Linked DNA regions of Mus musculus: regions 2, 3 and 4 are each linked to region 1. A link is a contact called in public promoter capture Hi-C data. All regions are on one chromosome and are shown on one strand. The core of a region is the stretch at or near the end of the contact, and the rest is flanking DNA. Distances in the headings are between cores, read along the strand shown. Region 1 holds the start of Rnaseh2c (ribonuclease H2, subunit C). Region 2 holds the start of Rps6kb2 (ribosomal protein S6 kinase, polypeptide 2). Region 3 holds the start of Pcx (pyruvate carboxylase). Region 4 holds the start of Ppp1ca (protein phosphatase 1 catalytic subunit alpha).

Region 1 (3,670 bases), core at 335-2,834:
CACGCTTGTCAGAGCAGCTGAGTCCCTTTGATAGTTGAAAGGTACAGCTAAGAGCTATTATTCGGGCTATTGATTAGTGGTTCAGGCTGGGAAAGCCCACTGGAACGTATGAGATGGCTTGACAATGGGTGTAAGGAGGTACAATATGTGCAGTGTGAGCTGGTGGGGCATGTGCAGTGAGCTGGTGGGGCATGTGCAATGAGCTGGTGGGGCATGTGCAGTGTGAGCTGGTGGGACATGTGCAGTGAGCTGGTGGGACATGTGCAGCGTGAGCTGGTGGGGCATGTGCAGTGAGCTGGTGGGGCATATGCAGTGAGCTGGTAGGACATGTGCAGTGTGAGCTGGTAGGACATGTGCAGTGAGCTGGTGGGGCATGTGCAGTGAGCTGGTGGGGCATGTGCAGTGAGCTGGTGGGGCATGTGCAGTGTGAGCTGGTGGGGCATGTGCAGTGTGAGCTGGTGGGAAATACAGCGCAGCTGGAAGGATTACTTGGAGACCAACAGTGAAATATTATTTGCTGGAATCTCCAAGTCTTAAGGCATGGAGACAGGCCAGGGGCAGTGTGTTTCCCTTGAGGTTTGAGCAGCCAGGCCCTGCCCTCAAGACTTCTCTAATCATTATGTCCAGCCCCACTGGAAATTAACCAGGCCCTGCCTTAAGGAAAAAACAAAACAAAACAAAACAAAACAAAACAAAACAAAACAAGCCAGGCATAGTGGCGCAGGCCTTTGATCCCAGCACAGGAGAGGCAGAGGCAGGCGGATTTCTGAGTTCAAGGCCAGCCAGGTCTACAGAGTGAGTTCCAGGACAACCAGGGCTACACAGAGAAACCCTATCTCAAACAAACGAACAAACAAAGAAAAGAAAAAACAAAACAACAAAACCCACCCAAGATGAAGCCACAGATTGCATCAGTCCCTGAGCTGCCCCAACATCAGGTTGCAAAATCCTTCCATTCTCAGAGCACTCTGGATAGTTCTGCCCCATCTCCAAAACCCTCCTGCTCCGTTCTTTGCTGCTTCTGAGCAGAGACAGCCGCCTTCCCTCCTGTCTCTTTTCCAATAACTCTCTTATGTGAGGTTTGTTGTAGGATGTGATTTCGTAGTATTTTTGGCTCCCAACTGCCAGGATACCTTTCTCCTCAGAGCTGTAACATTTACACTGGTTTTAGAGTCAAGTCAGGGGTCGGGTGTTCTTTCTTTGGCCTTTTTTCCCTACAGGATGGTAGTCCTAGAGCACGTGCTTAATATGTCCAAGGCCCTGAGTCCAATCCTCATCACCACCAAAAATAGTTTGTCAGACAACCTATTTAAATAGGACTCTTCTAGGAATCCGTTCAGTTTTTTGTTGTTGTTTGCTTGCTTTCAAACGACAAAAACCATAAAAATATTAGGGCTGGGTGGGCACGGTGGCGCAAGCTAAACCCCAGCACTGGGAAGTGGAGGCACAAGAATGAGATCACACATAAAGACTTGAGCACAGGAAGGCAGGTGCTTACAGAGAACAGCCAGAGAAAAGACTACGTTTCCCATAAGGCTCTGCATCTAGTGTGCTCGGTCTCCCGACAGGCCCTGCGTTCCTCACCCGCCAGCTTTTGCCTGAACCTTACAAGCTTCTGAGATGAAGAACCCGGAGGAAGCGGCAGACGGGAAACAGCGTATTCACCTGCGCCCTGGCTCGCTGCGTGGTGCCGCACCGGCTAAGCTGCACCTCCTGCCCTGCGACGTTCTAGTCAGCCGGCCGGCCCCGGTAGATCGCTTCTTCACGCCCGCCGTCCGCCACGATGCAGACGGTGAGTCCGAGCAGGCCCCGCGGCTCTCGGGCTTCGTGGCCCGCGGCAGACGCCACCCGTACATCCTCCCGTGGCCAGGCTGGCCTGATGGCTTTGCATGTCCCTCCTGCAGGGCTACAGGCGTCGTTTCGCGGTCGCGGCCTGCGGGGCGAGGAGGTAGCTGTGCCGCCAGGGTTTGCGGGATTCGTGATGGTGACGGAGGAGAAGGGAGAGGGGTTGATAGGGAAACTGAACTTCTCCGGGGACGCGGAGGACAAAGCGGACGAGGCGCAGGAGCCGCTGGAGCGGGACTTCGTGAGCAAAGGGAGATGGTAGGTTTGGGGTGAGGGCAGTAGCTGCTGTCCCGAGTCTCAACCCGGCCTTTTCCAGGACCGCCTTATCGGGGCCACCGGCAGCTTCAGCCATTTCACCTTGTGGGGTCTGGAAACGGTCCCGGGTCCAGATGCCAAAGTGCATAGGGCCCTAGGTTGGCCCAGCCTCGCAGCAGCGGTACGTATACTCAGGAGCCCTTTTCCTCCTCAGACTTGGTCAGTCCTTCTATCCGATTTGAATAGTGTCTCTAGTGATTTGGGGGCTTTAGGGCAATAAACACCACGGGGATCATGGCTCCGGAGGCCCAAACTCCCAGTGGTGGGGGGCATTCCCCACTTTTCTCTTAGACGAGGCTATCACCCTGAGCAGCTGGGTCCCCACCCAACTGCTGTGTATTATAAGTCACAAAGTAGAAGTGACTCCTGTTGCAGATTCACGCCCAGGTCCCTGAGGACTGAGAACCAGATCATGAGAATGACAGTCACAGATCCCTTCTCACCACTTGGAGCGACTGTTTCTATCCCAATAAATGAGATCTTCACAATGCCTGAGTCTGTGGGCACCTTAGCACCCTGAAGCTGCCATTACATGGCACCCAGTTTGGTAAGAACTCCTGATAGCTCTGCCTATATAAACAATTTATTTCTGGGGGCAAGAGGGGCCAGAACTTTGCAACCAGCGCCCACCCCACCCTCCAGCTCCTCCTTTATAAAAGAAATTTTTACAATCACCGGTCCTGTACAGAATGCTCCCCACCCATCTTAATGTACACAGCTGCCTGGATCCCTTTGGTCCACGTGTTCAGAGCGGACCTGGGCCAGTAAGCCAGTTATCCTCGGAGTTGGCCTAGACCTGAGCTTGCCTTGGCACTGGCCACTAGTGGGCCCCTCCTAGGCCTCTTCTCCTCTTGGGTCTGTTCTTCGGCCTGTCTCACTTTGCGTGCCTCTTCGAAGCTCAAATGGGACAAGACAGGGTGCTAGCCATGGTTCGGCCAGCTCTCGTGGTATGGCAATGGGTAGTGTGTGTCACCACTTTCCTCTCTTGCTCCAGTCTTTGGGAGTGAAGTGCAGACACTTGGAGTCAATCCGAAGGAGCCGCTTGAGCATAGCCCGCTCATGCCCATCCACGATGTCTTCTGACAGAGTTAGGATATACTGGCCCTGAGCAAGAGATAGAGCCAGCTCATGTCAGCTCAGAGCCTGCATCCATATCTCATCTATCCCCTGAGCATGCCTCCTAACCTTGTAGTAATTGATGAGGTTGAGATACTGCAGTGTGGAGATGACATCTTCTTTCTTGATACTAGTGATTTCACTGATCTCACTGTGGGGGTGGAAGTGGGGGAAAGTTCAGTCCCCTGAAGATATTCATCTGTCCCCAGAAACCCCAGGAACAGACAGACCAAACCACAACCCCCAGGTGGGCATTTGGGCTCACTTGATGGTGATCTGTGGCCTCTCCCCGCTCTCCGACTTCAGCCCCATCAGGATCTCCAAGATGGTTTGGGACCAGTAACTTCGGTAGGATAGGAGGCCAAGATCTGACAGGGGTTTCTCAGGAGTTCCG
Region 2 (3,655 bases), core at 252-2,751, 1.4 Mb before region 1:
TTTACCCATTCAAGTCCTGAGACTACACAGTATCCTACCAAGTTCAGCTCAACTTGACCCTGCTGACACACTGAGCCACACAATTCTTTGTCGTGGGTTCCTGTTGCGCTGCATCCTGGGCTTCTATTCACAGAATGCCAACAGTACTGCCTGTCCTCATGAGTCCTGACAATCAAAGCTTGCCATATGTGCCCTAGCAGGCCAGCTTCTTCCATCCAAGAATTACTCCAAAATCGTATGTATGACAATAGATGCTAAGTCAGCAAGTGTCAAGATAAGGACTGTCTTTATCATGTTTCCGGCTGTCTTCCCGAGACCTGGCACAGGCTGATGGGGATGGCAGCTACTCTGTCTCTGCTGGCTAAGCGAGTGACTCACCTTCCTTAAGACCTTCATGGCATATATTTTTCCCAAGTTGGTGCCTTGCACTTTTCTCACCTGGAACACCTGTAGGGCAGGGGAGACAGGATTAACTTCTCTGACCACACCCCACCTTCAAGGTTGCCCCACCCTAAAGGGACCAAAAGGTCTAAACTCAGCTTAAGGGTGGAACAGTAAAGATCTCCATCAGATTTTGAAAGGATATGCCCTTCCTTCCCCCAGGTCTCCAGCTCTGAATTCCATCAGAGACTCCGTACATTTACAAGCCTATTGGGTGTGAAGGATAGTATGCTGTCTCAGGCTAGAGCTGAGGTCGCCAGGGAGAGAGGGATGTTAGTACCTTGCCATAGCCCCCCTTGCCCAGTACACTCAGTAGCTCAAAGCAGTGGGGCCCGATGCGCTCAGGACCCAGGTTCACGCTGCTCTCTGTCAGCTCTACTTCTTCATAGTGTCCCACTGTCCTAAAGACAGAATAAGTTAATGAGGGAAAGGCTCTAGTGTACTCCAAGTCCCGACCCCTACTCCATACCCCCACCCCCCAAGCAAGACCCTCACTCACTCCAGGCCAGCAGCCCTTAATTCGCCAAGGGGACACACGTCCTGTGAGAAACCAAGTAATAAGAACCATGGGAGGTGCCAGAATACCTCCTCCCAACCTAGGCTCAACTGCTTGGCCCAGGGGAGAGGACCAAGGATAGAAGACAGGAGCAGGGATGGGGAAAGGTTGGGAAGGAGAGACCAAGGATAGAAAAGGAAAGATTGGGTCCAGGGGCTGGGGCTGGGGTTGGGGTTGGGGCTGGATCTGGGTTTGTAGGGGTCACAAACCACTCAGAGTTGGGAGCGCCAGGGTTTTGGTTAACCAGCCGGGCTCCCGGGTCCAGTCGCGCCCGGAGAGAAACACTCACCGCAGGGCTGAACTCCGGTTCGCCCTCGCCCTCGCTCCCTTCCTCGGTCTCCAAGTCTAAATCAAATACGGCCGCCATGGCCCCGCCGGTCCCGCGGGACCCTTGGCCCGGACCAGGCAGAACTCTGACTGACAGCACCGGGCTGTGCCTACGTCATTTCTCCGCGACAGCAGCCGCTCGCTCTGTTGACGCAATAGCTTCACCCACTCTCAAGTCGAGTGGGAAGAAAAGATGGCGCCTGTCGGAAAGCCTCTCGGGAGTCGTAGTTCCAGACATCTGGACCTCCCATCCTGCAAGCCTTATGAATAGAATAGGCTTTACTAGACCATCTTCCTTGTCGGTTTCTCCTGGGCCAGCTCTCGCCCCGAGCCGCGCGCACAGAGGCTCCCATTTTGACTCTGGAGCAAGTTCAAGATTTAATGGGCAGAATTACAGATGCATGAACGTTTAAGTGGCAACTCCTCAGCCCTTCTTAGTGCTGTGAGCTGCCCAGAAAGAAAACTTGTGTCTGTTCGGTTGTATTAGGGGACAGTAAGCTGTATTAGGGACACTCCATACAACCTCCCTGAAGCTCACAGACCCTGCAGGTCTGACATTTTCTGGGCGACTGCCTGGGCTTTGTTTCAAGGCTCCCTTTCTGAAGGGCTCAACACACCTAAATATGGACTTTTGCTAATGTATGCATACCGAGTATTTGAGCTGCCTAGTTCAGAATAGATATTTTAATAGAATATAGTTGAAAGGATGGATGAGAACTGGCGAGATGGTTCAGCGGGTAAAATCACTTGCCATACAAATGGCAAGTGACTGCTGGGGTTCGATCCCAAACGAAGCCTGTCCATTTCTATTGGAGTCTGTCTGGATAGCTTTTCCATTGCACACGGGATGCCCACTGAGGTATAGGATATGAACTCAGATGAACAAAATTTAGGGGTATCCAGGTCTGCAGAGGGATTACTGCCTGAATATGATTTAGGATTATAATTCAAGAAAAAAAAATCTCAAACATACATGTAGATATAAGGTAAGCCCGTAGCAAAGGTCAACCCTGGGGCCCAGCCAATGGGGTGCTTTCTACCTCTCCCTCCCACTTCCCAGCTCCCCACCTACTGAACCTGGGAGGGGAGCACTAGCTAAAACACTGGACTCCGGATACTTCACTAGTTAACAAGTCTTTATTTAGGTAGGCAGGTTTCAGGAGCTGTCCTCGGCTCCTGAGCAAAGACAGGTGTTTTCAGAGTAGCTAGCTCCCTAAAATGAGGAAAGGTGTACACAGAAGTCCCAGGGCCAAGCTAGCTAGGAATGCCAGAGGCCAAAGCAACAAAGCTGGTAGAGATCGTGTGTGGTGTATGGGAGGCAGGTGTTTAGGAGTCTGAGTGCTGCCTATAAATGAAGATAGAAAGGAGAGAGGACCTGGAGGCTAACTGAGCGTTTAAAACAGTAAACAGAGAAGGTTGGCCTTGGCATTCTGTCTACATCCACTATAATAGGAACTTGGAGGCAGTCTTTTTTTTTTTTTCTCTCTCTGAGCCTGCTTCCTCATCTGTAACATAGGGGCACTAGGGTCTGCCTGAAAGCATGAAGGGAAATGTTTACTCCTAGTGCTGAGCACAGACATTTGCTTCTACTGCTCAGGCCAACAGACACAGTGAAGCACGGCCAGACATTTTCAGCAGGCTCTACAACTGTCCTGGGTTTTGCATAAAGGCTAGTGTGCTAATCTCCCATTTCATGGCCTTTGTCCAAGGCTAGGGGCTGGTGAAGGTTCTCTCCTTGTGTAGGTGACAGGAAGAGCTGGACCTAGGCGGTGGAGGGGTAAGAGAGGAGGAGCCTGGGTTTCACCCACCCCCATCTGGGCTGGGCACTGATGTGCCAGTGAAGAAGCTGCTATTTGTTAGTTCTTTAAAGGCTGGAGTCCTGGGGGTACCTGGGGCTAGATGGAGGCTTTCTGGAAGGCAAGAGGACCCAGCAAATTCCAGATACTTGTTTTATGGTCCTTGAATCCAGAAGACTTTGGTGTCACAATGGCTCTACTGTTCTGGAATAGGCCTGAGTTGTGGTAGCATGCTGACCCTGGGTTGGGGCAAAGTGACAGAGAGAGGGACAGGGAAATATAGCCCCACGGCCCCTCCTCCTGGCACTGCATCCCTGCTGCTCCTTGACCCCAGTGCTATTTGAAATGAGACAGGAAATGGGCAACAGGGTAGTTGGGCCTGTCAATGCCCAAGCCCTGACAGATGCCTAGCAGGCGGTGACAGGCCTCAGCAGGGCTGGGCCCAGCACAGGCCACATTGCAGTAGGGCTCCTCATACTGGCCAGGTATCAGGGCCTCCTCCAGCAGGTTGAGTCGTAATTGCCCCTGGTCATGG
Region 3 (3,696 bases), core at 1,074-3,573, 1.0 Mb before region 1:
GACAGTCTCTGGGTGGCTTTTCCTTCAGTCTCTGCTCAACACTTTATCTCCATATTTGTTTCTGTGAGTATTTTGTTCTCCTTCTAAGAAGGACCAAAGCACCCACACTTTGGTCTTCCTTCTTATTGAGCTTAATGTGGTCTGTGAATTGTATCCTGGTTATTTGGAGTTTTGGGGCTAATATCCACTTATCAGTGAGTGCATACCATGTATGTTCTTTTGCAATTGGATTACCTCATTCAGGATGATATTTTCTAGTTCTATTCATTTGCCTAAGAATTTCATGAATCTGAATAGTACTCTGTTGTGTAAATGTACCACATTTTCTGTATCCATTCCTCTGTTGAAGGACATCTGGGTTCTTTCAAGCTCCTGGAATTTCCCTGTTTTTAATGCACAACCCGAGACAAGAATGAGATCTGTTAGCCAGCATTTGCAGAAAATAGCAAACAGGCCTCTTCAGGTTGCTGGTGTTCTGAAGAGGAACATGGGATGAAGGATCTTGGGGAACAGTGGGTTGCTTGTTCTTTTGCCATCTCCCCCATCTCTGTGGGCAGGAAAGGAGTTCTACTTGTGTGTCACTCCAAGGAAGACAGTATGGTATCCCCTGAGGCATGTGCTCTGGACCAGTTGCTGTGCCTGCAGAATCAGAGTGCTTTTCCCATGTAGAAGGAAAGGAACTTTCTGGAAGCTTCAGGCTTAATGCAAACTTCAGGTCTCCACTATTGATGTCACCAAGTAGGAGGGCTTTCCCTCAGAGGATTTAAATTGGAGTCTGAACCATTGTCAACTACGAGGACTTCATGGTAACCATCCAACCAAGTACTCCCCTAATAGGGTACTGTGTGGTCTAAGTGAAAGCCTGCCCCCCATTCCCACTACTCTCTCTAGCCATGCTATCTTTTGGGATGAGGATGACAGGAGACATCTGGAATAGTGCCAGCCTGAAGGGCTGTAATTGGAAACACCTTCCCAAGAGGCACTGTTGTGAGGAAAGAGGATGGTCACATTAGATTAGGATGCCAGGACAGGTTGGGTCCCCTTTAGTACCCAAACGAGGAATTCTGGGGGGCTTGGAGGGTACCACACTATTCAGTGCCCACCCAAGGTCTTCCTACCACCCTAGGTGCTCTGCTTCTCTCTCACCTGACCCCCAGGCTCTATGATACCCCTGAGCTCTCTCACCTGACCCCCAGGCTCTATGATACCCCTGAGCTCTCTCACCTGACCCCCAAGCTCTATGATACCCCTGAGCTCTCTCACCTGGCCCCCAAGCTCTATGATACCCCTGAGCTCTCTCACCTGACCCCCAGGCTCTATGATACCCCTGAGCTCTCTCACCTGACCCCCAGGCTCTATGATACCCCTGAGCTCTCTCACCTGGCCCCCAAGCTCTATGATACCCCTGAGCTCTCTCACCTGACCCCCAGGCTCTATGATACCCCTGAGCTCTCTCACCTGACCCCCAGGCTCTATGATACCCCTGAGCTCTCTCACCTGACCCCCAGGCTCTATGATACCCCTGAGCTCTCTCACCTGGCCCCCAAGCTCTATGATACCCCCTGAGCTGTGCAGACGGTTCTGTCCCTTCAGCTTTGAGAATTTGCTGAGACTCAGGTGCAACTTGGTCAACCTTATCACTGGAGTTATCTCAGACCCTGGAACTCAACACTCCGTTGGCTGTCACAACATCTGTGGGGCCCTAAGGGGACCCAGTGGGTCCACAGCTGTCCTGCGGCTGGATCTCTCTGGCTGATCATGATTTTAAAAGTTCCTGAGTGTAGGCCTGTGAGGGCAGTGGGATTCATTCAGTGAGGGAAAGGCTAGATCAGCTATGGAGATGCTTAGGAACAAGGTGGTATGTTCTCTTGTCTGTGACGGCCTTGTCTTGTGTCTGGCAGTGCATTGAATTAGGGGAGAGGCTGGTTGCAGCACAGGCCTCCTGTGACTGTAGTAGTGAACCAGCCTTCAGGCTAATGTGACCCTTGCCCTCCATCATGCCTGGCACAGTCCCTACCAAGCAGCCTGTCTAGGTACCATTCTACTTTCTGAGTGACATTTTTATGCCTTGAACTTCAAGTGGCAGTATGTCCAAAATCCACCACAAAAGTCTGCAGCTGCTTTCTAGCAGGTATTGTCTTGTAATTCTGTGTATTCCTGAGGGCCCAGGGAACAGGCTCTAGGCCACTGCTCATCTACTTTCTGCATGACCCACTGCCCCGCCTCTCTGGCCCGGCCCTCCTAGGCAGCCAGTGGCCCATGATGGCCTCAGGAGGCGGCGCCCCTTCCCCTGATTTCAGCCTTGGCTACAGCCCAGGCCTCCAGCAGTCTAGTGCTGGAGAACTTTGTATTCTGGGGCCAATGACCTCGGGTGGAGCAGTTACTGCCTGTGGATCCTCTATCACGTCCTCTGTGTGCAGCACACCTAGGTGCTTGGCTGGTACAAGGTAATTGTTCCAGAGCAGGTATGGCTCTATAAATCTGAATCAACTGCTAGGCTAGGGTTTTACATGTGATGAAAGCATGCTAGCTTTCAATTGGGATTGCTAGAGGACTAGTCTCTCTCTCTCTCTCTCTCTCTCTCTCTCTCTCTCTCTCACTCGCTCTGTATGTGTGCGACAGTGTGTGTCTCCTTCTCTGTCTCTTTCTGTGTGCCTCTGTCTCTCTGTCTCTGTCTCTTGTCTCTCTCTCTCTGTGTATGTGTGTTGGTGGCTGGTACAAGGTAATTGTTCCAGAGCAGGTATGGCCCTATAAATCTTAATCAACTGCTAGGCTAGGTTTTTACATGTGATGAAAGCATGCTCTGTGCTAGAGGACTAGTCTGTCTGTCTGTCTGTCTGTCTCTCTCTGTCTGTCTGTCTCTCTCTCTCTCTCTGTGTCTGTCTCTTTTTGTGTGTATGTGTTGGTATGACTCATATCAATATCCTACTCAGAAAACCTTGGAGGGATTGGTATATAGCAGACTTCATGCTACCTCTATACAGAGAAAGGCTTTGATGGAGGGCCTTGGGGCAGTTAGCAAGAGGACCTTGGTGTATATACATGCATGTGTGAACATGTATGTATGTATATGTATGTGTATGTGTATGTGTATGTGTATGTGTATGTATATGTATATGTATATGTATATGTATATGTATATGTATAGGGATGCTGGTGTGATCTGTATAGGGCTTTGGGGAGATTGGGAATATTTCTTCTATATCCCTCCATTCATGTGGGAGGAGAAAAGACAGTGAGAAAGAGTGACAACAGCTGGCATTCATTACCAAGATTTAGTACTTTCAGGTCTCTGTCTCAGTTGGTCCGGGAATGATCTATCTGGGCTAGAAGTGGCACCTGAATTTACAGATGAGGAAACTGGGCTTCAGAGCTGCCAAACCACAGTACTAGGAAAAAAAGAGAGCTAGGCCTAGGCAGGCAGGCAGGCATAGTGCAGGCTAACATTGGGCCTCCTGGCCCCACCAGCTCTAGTGGTGGTGGCTGCTCCCACTTGCCTCTGCTCTGACTCCATCCAAAAGGGCCTTGCCATTTTCTGCCTGTAATTTTGTGCAGGTTTGCTGCCAGCCCTGGCTTCTGCTCTCCAGTAGCTGGTCTCTCAGGACTTACCTTCAGGTCTGCTTTTGCTGCCCTTTTCAGGGATATGAGGGCTGAGAGGGGCTTCTTTCTCTTCACAGTGTTCTTGGCCCCAGGTTC
Region 4 (3,784 bases), core at 1,220-3,719, 1.4 Mb before region 1:
CCGCCTGCCTCTGCCTCCCAAGTGTTAGGATTAAAGGTGTGCGCCACCATTGCCCAGCTCTAAGCACAGCTTTTCTTTGGTCAAGAGTCCACTTGGGAAGCAGAAGCAGGGGGATTGAGAACTTTGGGAACCAGTGTATGTACACCTCTTTTTCCTTACCTTCTTGTATCGTCGGGACATGGTCTTCTCCCAGTGTAAGGTCATTTCCACCCATTTCATCTCTCGCTGGCGGATGAGGTCTGCAGAGGGTTGACAAAGCCTGGAGGCACACAACAGACACAGTATCAAAGGTAAAGGAAGGGGATTTGGGTTTCAATAGGGATAGAAACTGGCCAGGCGTGGTGGAGCACTTTAATCCCAGCACTCGGGAGGCAGAGGCAGGCAGATTTCTGAGTTCGAGGCCAGCCTGGTCTACAGAGTGAGTTCCAGGACAGCCAGGGCTATACAGAGAAACCCTGTCTTGAAACAAACAAACAAACAAACAAACAAACAAACAGGAATAAAGGGATAGAAGCTGGAAAGACTAATGGGATGAGGAGGTATTTAGGGTAGGTCTATTTGGCTGTCCCCTAAAACAGAGACAGAGCTAACTCATAGGGGAAGCTGGGTGGATAGTGCCCTGGACTGGAAGCCTGAAGTCCTGAGTCTGAATCTGCTTCTTTTTCTGATCTGCTGTGCGATGTGTCAAGTTTCTGTCTGTGATTAACTGTGTAAGGGAAACCTGGAGAAGAGAAGACATCCAAATTTCCATCTGGGGTTCTTGGACCAGAGGTTAAAAGGGAAAGGATGTTCAGCTTTAGGGGAAGGTACAGATCGTCAGAGGATAAAGAGATAAAGCACACCCCACCCCCACCCCCACCCCACCACGCGGAACCGAGCAGTGACACCAGCAGCTGAGTTTTGGGCTAGTGTCCTCAGTCTCTGGACCCTACTCTCTCCCCTACCCATGCCTCACTCACCTCAGTTCACCTGAGTTGCCCCCAATGAAGCCATAACGGTCAGCCTGGCGATATGGACTGGGCCCACTCAGCTCTGAGTCAGACCCTAGGGAGCTAGAATCATCCTGTAGTTCTGATAACAAGTCCTCTCCCAGGGCCTGGGCCATTCTGCCCTGGACCCCAGTGTCACAGGCTGCAAGACATACAGAGAGCCAGTGTGAACAGCCAGACTCAGGCTGGGGATTCCAGCCACCAGTCCTCAGTCACAGGGGACTAAGCCCCCTCTTTTGCTGGGGAGTCGGGTAGACCCTGAGACCAAGTCTCTGTGCAGAGCCCCAGCCCCAAGCCTGGCCCCTACCCCAGCAGCCCGGCTCACCTCCTTGCTGCACCTCACCTCTTCTTCTCACTTCCTCCTCAGTCTCAGCTCAGCAGCTTGCTGGGGGCCCCTCCCTGGTGGGGGGACTCCCCCCTTCCTCTGTGAGGTTCTTCCTGCTTGCCCTAGTGCCAGAGCCACGACCTCCTCCCATCCAGAGGATGCTGGGTGTATTGATTCCCTGGCTGGCCCAAATTGAAGATGACAGGCCACCTTCAGTTTTACCAAGTAAAACCAATTTATGGTTCCAATAATAATTATCCTTTAATGTCATCCCACCCCTCCAACCCCCTGCCCCGGGTTTTTTGTTTTGTTTTGTTTTGAGAGTGAAGGGGTAGTGTGAGAACAGGGTCTTATGTAGCCCAGACAGGAGATGACCCTGAACTTCTGATCCTCCTGTGTCCAGACTCCTGAGTGCAGGAATTTCAGGCACTGGAATTATAGGTTTACGACACCAAGCCTACTTTAATGTTCCTTCCAGAGCCGGAGCTGGAACCTCAGGCCTTGCACATGCTAGACAAGTCCAAGTACTCTACAAAGGACTTACAACATGAACGAGATACAACGTATTACATCACTTATGGAAAAAAAATGGACGTAGCAGGCACCAAGGCAACCTGGACCAAAACACTGCTTAGAGTTCAGTAGCAGGTGTTCATGGGTCTGGCCATAAAGATGGAGGTGAATGTGAGGCTCCGGAGGTCTGGAGCCCACTCTCAGTATCATTAAGCCTTAGTTTCTTTTTCTGCACTTCGAGGAATTTATTTAGTGTTTGAGAAGTCAGCGATTAACATGCTCATACCACAGTCCCACGCAGGGCTGGGGTGGGAGAGACTTGGAAAGAGAAAAACAATTCCTACAGTACTTCCGGCCCTAACTCATCTGAACGCGGCAGGGCGATTCCTCCAGGGTGGAGCCGACCTAACCCCGCCCTACCGAACCCCGGCTCACCACCCCTGCCAGCCCCGCCCGCTCGCCCGAGGCCCTCTCGGGCTGCGGAGCTTCCCGTCCAGGGGAGGCGCTAGAGAGCGGGGAACTACGGACGCGGCAGGGCGGGGCGGGGCGGTCGACCGAAGAGGAGGGGCGGCGGGCCGGGGGCGGGCTGGGGAGGGCGGAAGGAGAGCCAGGCCGGAAGGAGGCTGTAAGAGGGCGGGAGGCAGGAGAGGGCCCGGAGCTGGTGGGCCGGAGCGGCGGCGCCGCCATGTCCGACAGCGAGAAGCTCAACCTGGACTCCATCATCGGGCGCCTGCTGGAAGGTGGGCAGGGGTAGGGAAGGTGCGCTCGCGCCGAGCCCGGGCCCCTCGCCGTCTGGAAGTGGCGCGCGGGCGGCCCGCCGCTCCCGGGGGCTAGCGTCGCTTGGGCGGGGACAGGCCGTGAGGATCCATGGCCACGGCACCCCCCCCCCCCGCGGGCGCCTGGGCTTTGGAGCGCGCTCAGAGGCCGGGGGTGCACGAGTGCCCGGGACTCAGGGTGAGGCTCCTGCGAAGCTAGCTGGGAAGGGATCCCGAAGCGAGGAAGCTTCGGCTGACAGGCTGCTGAGCACAGGCGTTTCTCTGGAGGCCCTCCGGGTGGCTAAGGGGTCGGATCTTGCCTTTGAAGGCCTGACGCAAAGGTTTCGGGGTGAGGGGGTGGGGGCTCACTTGCAACAGTTGCCCCTGTTAGGGGGGCGCGACACCTACCCTCGTCCGGTCTGCGAGGTCAGGGTCCCAAGACCCTATTCCGTACTCAGTGCAGGGCTCACGGCCTGGGAAGAACGTGCAGCTGACAGAGAACGAGATCCGTGGTCTGTGCCTCAAATCCCGGGAGATTTTCCTGAGCCAGCCCATTCTTCTGGAGCTTGAGGCGCCCCTCAAGATCTGTGGTAAATCCTTGCACAGAACCCTTTTGCTTCCTGAAAATAGCCCCTACTCGTGCCCCATTAACCGTGTTCCTCCACCCTTTAACCTATTGCTGGCCCTGGGGTCAAGTTTACATCTTGCACCTACCTAGTTTTCTCTGGTTCCCAGGTGACATCCATGGCCAGTACTATGACCTTCTACGGCTGTTTGAGTATGGTGGCTTCCCTCCAGAGAGCAACTACCTCTTCTTGGGGGATTATGTAGATCGGGGCAAGCAGTCTTTGGAGACCATCTGCCTGTTGCTGGCCTATAAGATCAGATACCCGGAGAATTTCTTTCTACTTCGTGGGAACCATGAGTGTGCCAGCATCAACCGCATTTATGGCTTCTATGATGAATGTAAGTGCTTTGAATGTTGCTGTCTGCCCAGAACTACATTCCCTGCTCTTCATGGGCCCCCTACATTGGTCTAGTGCCAAAAGACCCCCAATGATGAGCCCTGTAGGGCCCCAGCAACACGTCTGTCGTCCTTGGCGCTCAGGAGGGGCCTGGTGAATGGATGTACATGCAGGGCTGCCCATTTGCTAAAGCCACAGCCCTGCCTGATGACACCCCCTTCTAGTACATTCCTTAGT

What was found. Promoter capture Hi-C pulls out the DNA fragments that hold promoters and counts their contacts.
Region 2: a promoter capture Hi-C map of liver shows a contact between it and region 1, with 4 times the contacts expected there. A contact is called at or near these places in 1 of 39 promoter capture datasets (liver) and 1 of 130 datasets of targeted methods (pancreatic cancer cells).
Region 3: a contact with region 1 is called in a promoter capture Hi-C map of liver, with 3 times the contacts expected there. A contact is called at or near these places in 1 of 39 promoter capture datasets (liver) and 1 of 130 datasets of targeted methods (large pre-B cells).
Region 4: a promoter capture Hi-C map of liver shows a contact between it and region 1, with 6 times the contacts expected there. A contact is called at or near these places in 2 of 39 promoter capture datasets (both in liver) and 1 of 9 other capture datasets (adipose tissue).

What each region holds. Positions count from the first base shown.
Region 1 is chr19:5,600,289-5,603,958 of GRCm38.p6, forward strand. Rnaseh2c (ribonuclease H2, subunit C) reads left to right here and starts at 1,585. Exons shown (of 4, transcript NM_026616.2): 1 at 1,585-1,792; 2 at 1,905-2,086; 3 at 2,162-2,281; 4 at 2,536-2,671. The coding sequence starts at 1,621. The coding sequence ends at 2,562. Kat5 (K(lysine) acetyltransferase 5) reads right to left here. Exons shown (of 14, transcript NM_178637.2): 12 at 3,542-3,670; 13 at 3,346-3,427; 14 at 2,726-3,264. The coding sequence ends at 3,130.
Region 2 is chr19:4,161,882-4,165,536 of GRCm38.p6, forward strand. It overlaps Rps6kb2 (ribosomal protein S6 kinase, polypeptide 2), which reads right to left and starts at 1,502. Exons shown (of 15, transcript NM_021485.3): 1 at 1,287-1,502; 2 at 941-981; 3 at 722-842; 4 at 379-447. The coding sequence starts at 1,364. It overlaps Carns1 (carnosine synthase 1), which reads right to left. Exons shown (of 10, transcript NM_134148.2): 10 at 2,443-3,655. The coding sequence ends at 3,457.
Region 3 is chr19:4,591,996-4,595,691 of GRCm38.p6, forward strand. Pcx (pyruvate carboxylase) reads left to right here and starts at 2,324. Exons shown (of 20, transcript NM_008797.3): 1 at 2,324-2,447.
Region 4 is chr19:4,189,705-4,193,488 of GRCm38.p6, forward strand. It overlaps Ppp1ca (protein phosphatase 1 catalytic subunit alpha), which reads left to right and starts at 2,470. Exons shown (of 7, transcript NM_031868.2): 1 at 2,470-2,567; 2 at 3,041-3,172; 3 at 3,318-3,548. The coding sequence starts at 2,513. Tbc1d10c (TBC1 domain family, member 10c) reads right to left here and starts at 1,343. Exons shown (of 10, transcript NM_178650.3): 1 at 1,315-1,343; 2 at 960-1,131; 3 at 160-259. The coding sequence starts at 1,105.